Linked DNA regions of Triticum aestivum: region 2 is linked to region 1. A link is a contact called in public Hi-C data. All regions are on one chromosome and are shown on one strand. The core of a region is the stretch at or near the end of the contact, and the rest is flanking DNA. Distances in the headings are between cores, read along the strand shown. Region 1 holds the start of LOC123155839 (mitogen-activated protein kinase 11). Region 2 holds the start of LOC123158205 (protein RETICULATA-RELATED 1, chloroplastic).

The links. A called contact is a pair of places that touch in the nucleus more often than the background predicts.
Region 2: a contact with region 1 is called in a Hi-C map of leaf, with 5 times the contacts expected there. The contact joins the promoter of LOC123158205 here to the promoter of LOC123155839 in region 1. A contact is called at or near these places in 3 of 5 Hi-C or Micro-C datasets (leaf and an unstated tissue).

The regions. Positions count from the first base shown.
Region 1 is chr7B:462,027,286-462,031,216 of IWGSC CS RefSeq v2.1, forward strand. It overlaps LOC123155839 (mitogen-activated protein kinase 11), which reads left to right and starts at 1,260. Exons shown (of 9, transcript XM_044573983.1): 1 at 1,260-1,712; 2 at 3,242-3,650. The coding sequence starts at 1,686.
Region 2 is chr7B:462,179,294-462,183,303 of IWGSC CS RefSeq v2.1, forward strand. LOC123158205 (protein RETICULATA-RELATED 1, chloroplastic) reads left to right here and starts at 2,506. Exons shown (of 8, transcript XM_044576286.1): 1 at 2,506-2,975. The coding sequence starts at 2,640.

The DNA.
Region 1 (3,931 bases), core at 10-2,509:
CTCCCCCCTGCCCCTCTGCTGCCAAGATTCCTTCCCCCACCAGAGCCACTCCCACTGCCATTGCCATAATAATTGCCTCTCCACATCCGCCCTTCTTCTCCCCCGCGTCTTCCCATGTCAGCCCGCAACCACTTCCCATATTGTGCCTTCTCCCCCTTCCCCAACCTCACCGAGCACCCCTTCTCCACATGTCCAAGCATCCCACACACATAGCAGAAGTCCGGGAGGAACTCATACTCAAACTTGCAGAACAGCCTTTCTTCTTCCTTCCTCTTTGCTCCCTCCCCCATCCTTTCCTCATCACTCTCCTCCTCTACATCCAGGTAGAAACCTCGCATGATTGGTTTAGATATTGGCATACGAACCTTAATGCGCAGGTACCTTCCCATCCTGGAACCATCAGCCCCCATGCCCATCTCTACAAACTTCCCCACCAAATTACCAATGTCCTTCGCCGTGTCCTCCTCCATCTTCCTTAGCGGCAGGCCAAAAACCCTAACCCAGATCGGCACCTCCTCGAACACATACTGGTCGATTCTCTTGCTAGGCACGAAATCCACCATGACCACTAGATCATTGTCAAACATCCATGGTCCTTCCTCCAACGCTTTCCTCTTCCTTGATTCCTGCTTGAAGGTGAACAGAAAGATGTTCTCCCCCAATTCCTTGCAGTCCACCCCCTTCAACGGACACCAACATCGCCCCAGCGAGAAGCTGATCGCATCCGGGTGCGCCGGCCTCTCAGACAGTACCTTGCCAATCGCCTTGATCTCCCCTTCGTTCCCCTTCGCCTTCGACGCCCACCTGATCTTCACCCCTTCCTCTCCTCCTCCGAAAGCTTCATCTGCTCCAACAGACCGGCCACCTTCTCCATTGATCTAGCACGCCTCAACGCCTCAGGGGAAACCTAGAAGTGGTGTATTACGGTCGCGTGCCCTAGGACGCACGCGAGAGGCTTATGGTGGGGGCGGGGCTCGCACCACGGCCAGGAGTACAGGAGCGACGGCTCTGCACCCGGCTGATCGGCGGCGAGATCTGATTGAGACTGGACGGGAACTACCAACGAGACCCGGGGGCGCAGTCGCCTCCGTGATCGCCGGACCTAACCTAACCGTCACCCAACGTGGGACGGACCCTCCGTGATCCCTGTCATCAATGTATTTTCAGTCTAAAGAAATTATATTTTTGGTCTAAAGAGAGCCCGAGTCTTGTGATCTACCTTTGGAAACGGCGAAACGCCACCGAGAATCCACGAGGTATAGCTGCCACGCACGCGGAGAAAACAGAGGAGAAAGAGAAGAGAAAATATCCCTCCCACATCGTCACCCCAGCTTCCTCCGCTGCCTCACCACAGCACGCCGACGAGCTCTCTCCACGCACGACGCCCCCTCCCCCTCCCCCCAGATCCGAAGCGACTGCCGCCGGCTCGCGATCTTCCCGAACCGTACAAAAACCCGGCCGTGGCGGCGGCCACGGCAGCCACGTACGGTGGCGGCGAGGGGTGTATGAGGAGCAGGAACGACTGCGGGAACGCGATTCGGAGCAGGAGCCGGTGGGGCAAGTGCGGCTGACCCGGCCTGAGCAAGGACATCCACGGCCGGTCTGTCTGTCTGGCGGGATCGTGGCAGGAGGGAAAAGAAAGAAAGAAAGGTCGATCTTGTGAAGCTTCCACCACGGGCTCCGAGATGCAGAACAGCGATTTGCGCAAGAAGGTTCGAGCTCTTGTATTCTTTGGCTTTGCCTGTTTAGATGGATGGGTGTAGTGAAAATGTTTGGGATGATGGCAATTCGAGTAAGAGGTCCAAATGGGTTTAATATTAGTTTAAGCGAATAAAACTAGGGGACATGCTATGACTTTGGGACATTTTTGTTTGCTAATGTTGTTATTCTACAAAGTAGCTGCTGTTTCTAGGGACACCTCCTTCACTCTTTGGTAGTACTTCCTCTGTAAACTAATATAAGAGCGTTTAGATCACTACTCTCTTATATTAGTTTACAGAGGGAGTAATAATTTATTTTTCCACATGCTACAAAGTAAGTGAATTGTAAATTTGCAGTGAGAGGTGTGCGTAGTTCTTGGCTCTGGAGTATGTGATTACATATCAAAGGAATATCTTTATATCTACCTGGTAGTAACAGCGGAAAACCTTTGCTCCATTCCACTGTTTGCTTGCAAGCTAGTATGTCATACTGACGCTGGATGATTAATTTGTAGGCGGAGAGGGACTTGCTCTGGTTTTGACATCAATACCACTGAACATCTGTGATTAATTTGCAGCAGTGTTTTGATTCGGAAATGTATCTTTGGCCCCTTAAACTATTGGCTGGGTGTAGATCTGGTCCCACGACCAGATATTTTTGCCCTTGAACTGTCATTTCGTGTACTTTTTGTCACTCAAGACGGGTTGACCGTTTCAAAGCGGTTTTTACTGATGCAGCGCCAGCACCATGTGTCTGCTGCATCACTAATCTCGTTCCAAAAATCCACAAACCTATTTAAAAAGCAGAGAAAGAAAACAAAAAAGGAAAATATAATAAAAAATGATATTTCATATTCTGCATTTACAAGGAATTTGAGAGAGAAAAAAGGAGCAAATCCGACATTTTTTGGTTTATTAGAAGAAAAGCAATTTAATAAACGAGTCATAATCTCCTTTTATTTGCAATTTCTTGATTTTCCTTTTGACTATTTTTTGTTTTCTTGATTTTTGAAAATATGAGTTTTTGTAAATAAAAAGAGTTTCTCGAGTTTTTTTACCCCATTATGCTGTGTATGATTTTACTCTTTTTTCCCCTTTCTGATAATTTTCTCCGTTTCTTCAAAACTGATGTCTTTTTGCTAGATGCATTGATATCTTCGTTTGAAGTATATATATATTTTGCCTTTTTATGCTTCTTAATTAAATTTTAGGAATTTCTGGGAGGAAATTGGTAAGACTGCAGATATGTGATTTGGCCTACATGTAGATGCCGCAACGATCAAAACCATTTTGGAACAGTCAAAACCACCTCGATTGAGCAAAGGTATACAGTACTGAGAGTTGAAGGGTGAAAGTACCGTTTTAGGAGTTGACGACCAGATCTACACCCAAAACAATAGTTTAGGGGTCAAAAGTACACATTTTCCTTTTGATCATAGAGTAACCAAGTGGTAGTACCATCATGGATGGTCATTGTCTTCTGTCTTTGGTAGGTTTAATGTGTAACGGTATTAGTTATCTGACTATTTTCTCTAATTCAGAGTGCAGCGGAAATTGATTTCTTTACTGAATATGGCGATACTAATCGATACAAAGTTCTGGAGGTCATAGGCAAAGGTAGTTATGGACTTGTATGTTCTGCAAATGATACACAAACAGGAGAGAAGGTTGCAATAAAGAAGATACACAACATTTTTGAGCATATATCGGATGCTGCACGCATACTCCGTGAAATCAAGCTTCTCAGGCTTCTTAGGCACCCTGATGTAGTGGAAATAAAGCATATCTTGCTCCCCCCATCCAAAAAGGATTTCAAAGATATATATGTTGTTTTCGAACTTATGGAGTCAGATCTTCATCAAGTAATAAAGGCTAATGATGATTTGACGAGGGAGCATTATCAGTTTTTCTTGTATCAGATGCTTCGAGCTTTGAAATATATGCACACAGGTATGCACTTCCTCAGTCTTCAGTTTATGAAGATCAATTCCATGCGCTTCTATTCTTATGGAACCACCATGTAGCTATTTGACTATTGTTTCTTTCTTGCACCTGTATTGTTGTATGCTAATTTGCATGCAAATTTCACTTGTAACCATTTGATGATTTGATTCATCCCTTTTCCCCCTTCCTGTTGTTTCGAACAATTACATGAGTTCTAATTAACAATCTATTGAACGGGTCTACTGATTTAAAGTTTGGTACAATTTGGTCGAGATGATAGTCGTTCT
Region 2 (4,010 bases), core at 1,256-3,755, 150 kb after region 1:
CTATGTTATTTGACTATATGTTTGAATGCAAAAGTTGTGTGTGAAACCAGTGACGGAGCTATGCACAAGTAAAACTGTGCTATGGCCCGCCCAACCTATGGCTAAAACAGTAGGTGTCAGGGTAAAATCAGCTGAAGAACTTAATTTTTTCAGGCTTTCCTTTGGCCGATCCAATTTTGGCTCGTCCAATAAATTGTCCGTAGCTCCGCCATTGTGTGAAACAATGCAAAAAAGAACTATTTATTAAAATATGGCGGGCAGCTGGCCACGTCGGCACATATGGGTCGGCGCTTTGGGTACCCAAATCTAAAACAGGCGGATGCCAGGCAGCCGGCCGACCCAAACGAACAAAAAACAGATAAAAGTGCCGTCCGTTTGGGTCGCCCCGTTGGAGTTGCTCTAACAGACGGAGATCAAAGCGTGTAGGCGAAGTGCAGATATGCCACACATGTGGGCGTTATCATTTGGAAAGATTTATCATATACTCCTATAGTACTACTCCCTCCGTCCGAAAATACTTGTCGAAGAAATGGATGTATCTAGATGTATTTTAGTTCTAAGTACATCTATTTTTATCCATTTCTGTGACAAGTATTTCCGGACGGATGGAGTACTTACTTGCTAAAGGAAATTCTCATCCGCACATTAACATAAGGAAAATGTTTGGGTACGGCACGCCGGCCGAAACTTCGGCCGGTCTCGCGAGCTCACTCGATCCCAATTGATCTAATCTGGCGGTTCCGTTTTTCCCGCACGCGCCCCCTTATCCCTTCTTTCGCCCACGAGCGCGCGCGCCTACTGCACAGCCGGCCGGCGAGGAGACCTCCAGCACCATCCCGGCTCGCCCCCGACGGCCGCATCACATCAGGGTGCAAGCTCTCTCTCGAAAAAAGCTGCAGCTGCCGCGCACAGCAGATGCAGCTCAGCTCTCTCTTGAAAAAAAGCTAGAGCGCTCGCGCCAGCAGATGCAGCTTCGCCGTCGCCTCCGCTTGCAGCCCAGCTCCCTCGTCGACATTGGTCAGCCATTTACCGTGGTCACCTCCTCCGTCCATTACCTACTGAACCTTTCCAGCACTGCGCAACACTGGTTGCAGCTTTGACCTCTGCGGTTGAAGCAAAAGAAAACATAAACGCCATGGTTGGAAGAAAGCCGGTTCCAGCAAATTTCATGGCTGTTTTTGTAGCACCACTAATGTTCAGTTCCAGCAAATCCCGTGGTTGGTTGTAGCACCACCGATGCCCCATTCCAGCAAAAACTGACATTTTTTTTGCTACAACCGGCGTCCAAATATGCTACGACCGGCGATCCAAAGTGCTACAACTGGCATATTGTTTTGCTACTATGGTGGTGACCACGGTGACCATGTGTCCACAGATGCTGCAACCGCTATCGCTAGATGCTGGAACCGGCATAATGTTTTGCTATTATGCGCGGTGACCGCGGTGACCACGATGGCGCGACGGCCGCAAAACCAGAGGCGGCAATGTTGAGAATGCTACAACCATGAGGCCACCTGCTGGAACCCGCAATGCCATTTGTTACAACCGTCTTCTTTTTGCTGGAACCAGAGAAGATCGAGGCTACGACTTGCGCACGGCGAGCTACAACCAGCGACAAGAAAAGTTACAAGCGATGCAATTTTTTGCTGGAACTACATATAGTGGTTTTCGCGAGTTACTTTGCCGCCTCCATGACCTTTGCAACTGGGAGGTGCCACCAGCGGCGGAGCTGTCACCTATGAGCAGCAGCGTCGTGGCCAGTGACGGCTACCCACGACCGCAAAGTTCGAGGAGGAAGTGTGGGGGAGCTGCTGCCGGCGTGCAGCGGGGCTGCAACCAGCAGCTCAAAAATGCAAGCATCGACGGCGGCGACCGACGGCGGCGGCGAGCGTCGACGGCGAGGCAACTCCGGGGAGCTTCGAGCGCCTGACCGGGATTCGCGACGCCGACGCCAGGTGCTTCGAACGGCGGCCGTGGGTGAGCCGTGCCTCGCTGTATTAGAATCGCATTTTAGAACGAAGCTGTTTGGATAAAGGAGACAATCGAACGGTTGTGTTTACGTTAATCGGACGGTGCACATCCGACCGGCTGAAAGTTTCAGCCGGCGCGCCGGCGCAGAGTGCTTCCCTTAACATAATTCGTCATTTAAAACTTCCGATTTGCCAAAAGTCTGACTTTCGATTTGTAACTAAATCCTTCATTTGGATATGAAAAATGTGCATTCCTCCCTCGCACAAATTAGGCGATCCAGGAGAGATCTAGAGGCGAGGGAATACGAGGCAAAATCGAAGGGGAGATCCCGACCCTGAGGCCGACGGGCGGACGTCGCATCCTGCCCCGGCCGACTGATCTCGCCTACCGCGGCATAATACCACCCACCAACCCCCGGCGGCGGCCGCGAGCCGCATCTTCCCAGCGCAAGCGAACAGGCTTTGAACAAAAACCCCCACACGAAATAAAAAGAGAGAGAAGTACGCAGCCCGGGCCCCACACAGACAAAAGTCACAAAACAACTCCAAGAGAGCAGATAAGCCCCTCTTCGTGCCGCGGCGCTTCGGCTTCGAAGGCAGGCAGCCAAGCCCCACCGCCGGCGGAGCCACCAACGCCACCATCCCATCCATCCCATCCCGCCGCCACCCATGGCCTCCGCCGCCTCCCTCGCCGTCTCCCACCACGGCCTCCTCGCCGCGCCCGCCCGCTCGCAGCCCCGCCCGCCCGCCCGCTTCGTCCGCTTCCCCCGCACCCGCCTCCGGGTCGCCGCCGTCTCCTCGTCCTCCTCGCCCCCCTCGCGGTGCGACCGCGACCGCGACCGCGCCGCGGCTGGCCTCGAGCGGTGCCTGGCCGCGACCCCGGCGCCGGCCTCCGGCCCGCCGGAGATGAAGGGCGGGAGGCAGCGCGGCTCGTTCGGGGCCGCCACGCTCCAGAAGGCGAAGCTTGACCTCTCCCAGAAGAGGCTCAAAGGCGTCCAGCCCGAGGTGCGTTCGTCACGCCGTTGGTTAAGATTCCTTGGTGTTGTAGCTTGGATTTTATGATTTTATCACTTGCGTGAAACGGAAGGCACTACTGAATTCCGATGCTGGTGTTACAAGATGAGTGAACGAACACGTGTCACGTGAGTTGCGTCCTTTGAGATGTTGGAATTGGCAGTTTATCTCTGTGTGTGTGCGCGCCTTCAGCATACGTTTCGTCCATGATCTGTGGTTCTCTGCTGCCCAAACGGAGCTCGTATTGGGAGGCCAAGTACTACCAAAAAAGGCTTCCGTCCATGATCTGTGGTTCGGAGGCCAAGTACTACAGTGGAAGCTATACAGAGAATGCTCGGATGAATCACATTCGTCCACTTCTCATTCAACAACTCACTTCCATAACGTCTCTGTGATTCCGTGGCATCGCAGATATAGTTCTGTCAAAACTGTGGTCTATATAACTTGAGTCCCTATGGCGTGTTCTGGACAAGGGTGATTGGACCAAACCAGAACATGGGGATTCTAATGGTATAAAGTGTTCATAAATAGTGCTAATGTGTATGCGTTCATTGCACTAGTGCACATAGAGGGATTAAGATTAAATTCTTTTGGTCGGTTTTGTTTTTGGGCCGTCAAAATGTTGATTGTAATTATTTTATATGTACTTAACTCCTAATGCACAAATTTGGCTGCTCATCCTCACCCAAATTGTTAATATTCTAAAACATTCATATACAGCAATATGTAAATTGGTGGAGATCTCTTTTATCTTCAAGCTGAACTTAGAGGGCATTCAAGTGCAAAAAATTGGGTGTAGTTTAAGTTGTCCAGTGCCGCACTTAGGTATTTTGGAGATTCCACTTTGAAGACCTCTTTTGATTCGCGCGATTCTAAGAACACAGGAATAAGAAAAACACAGGGTTGGAGTGCCATCTCATCTTGAATCTTATATGATTAGAAAACTTTGGGAATTTGCATAAAAAAGTGTTTGACATCACAGGAAAACTAATGAATTGTAGCAAGAGGTTTGAGTGGATGAAAATT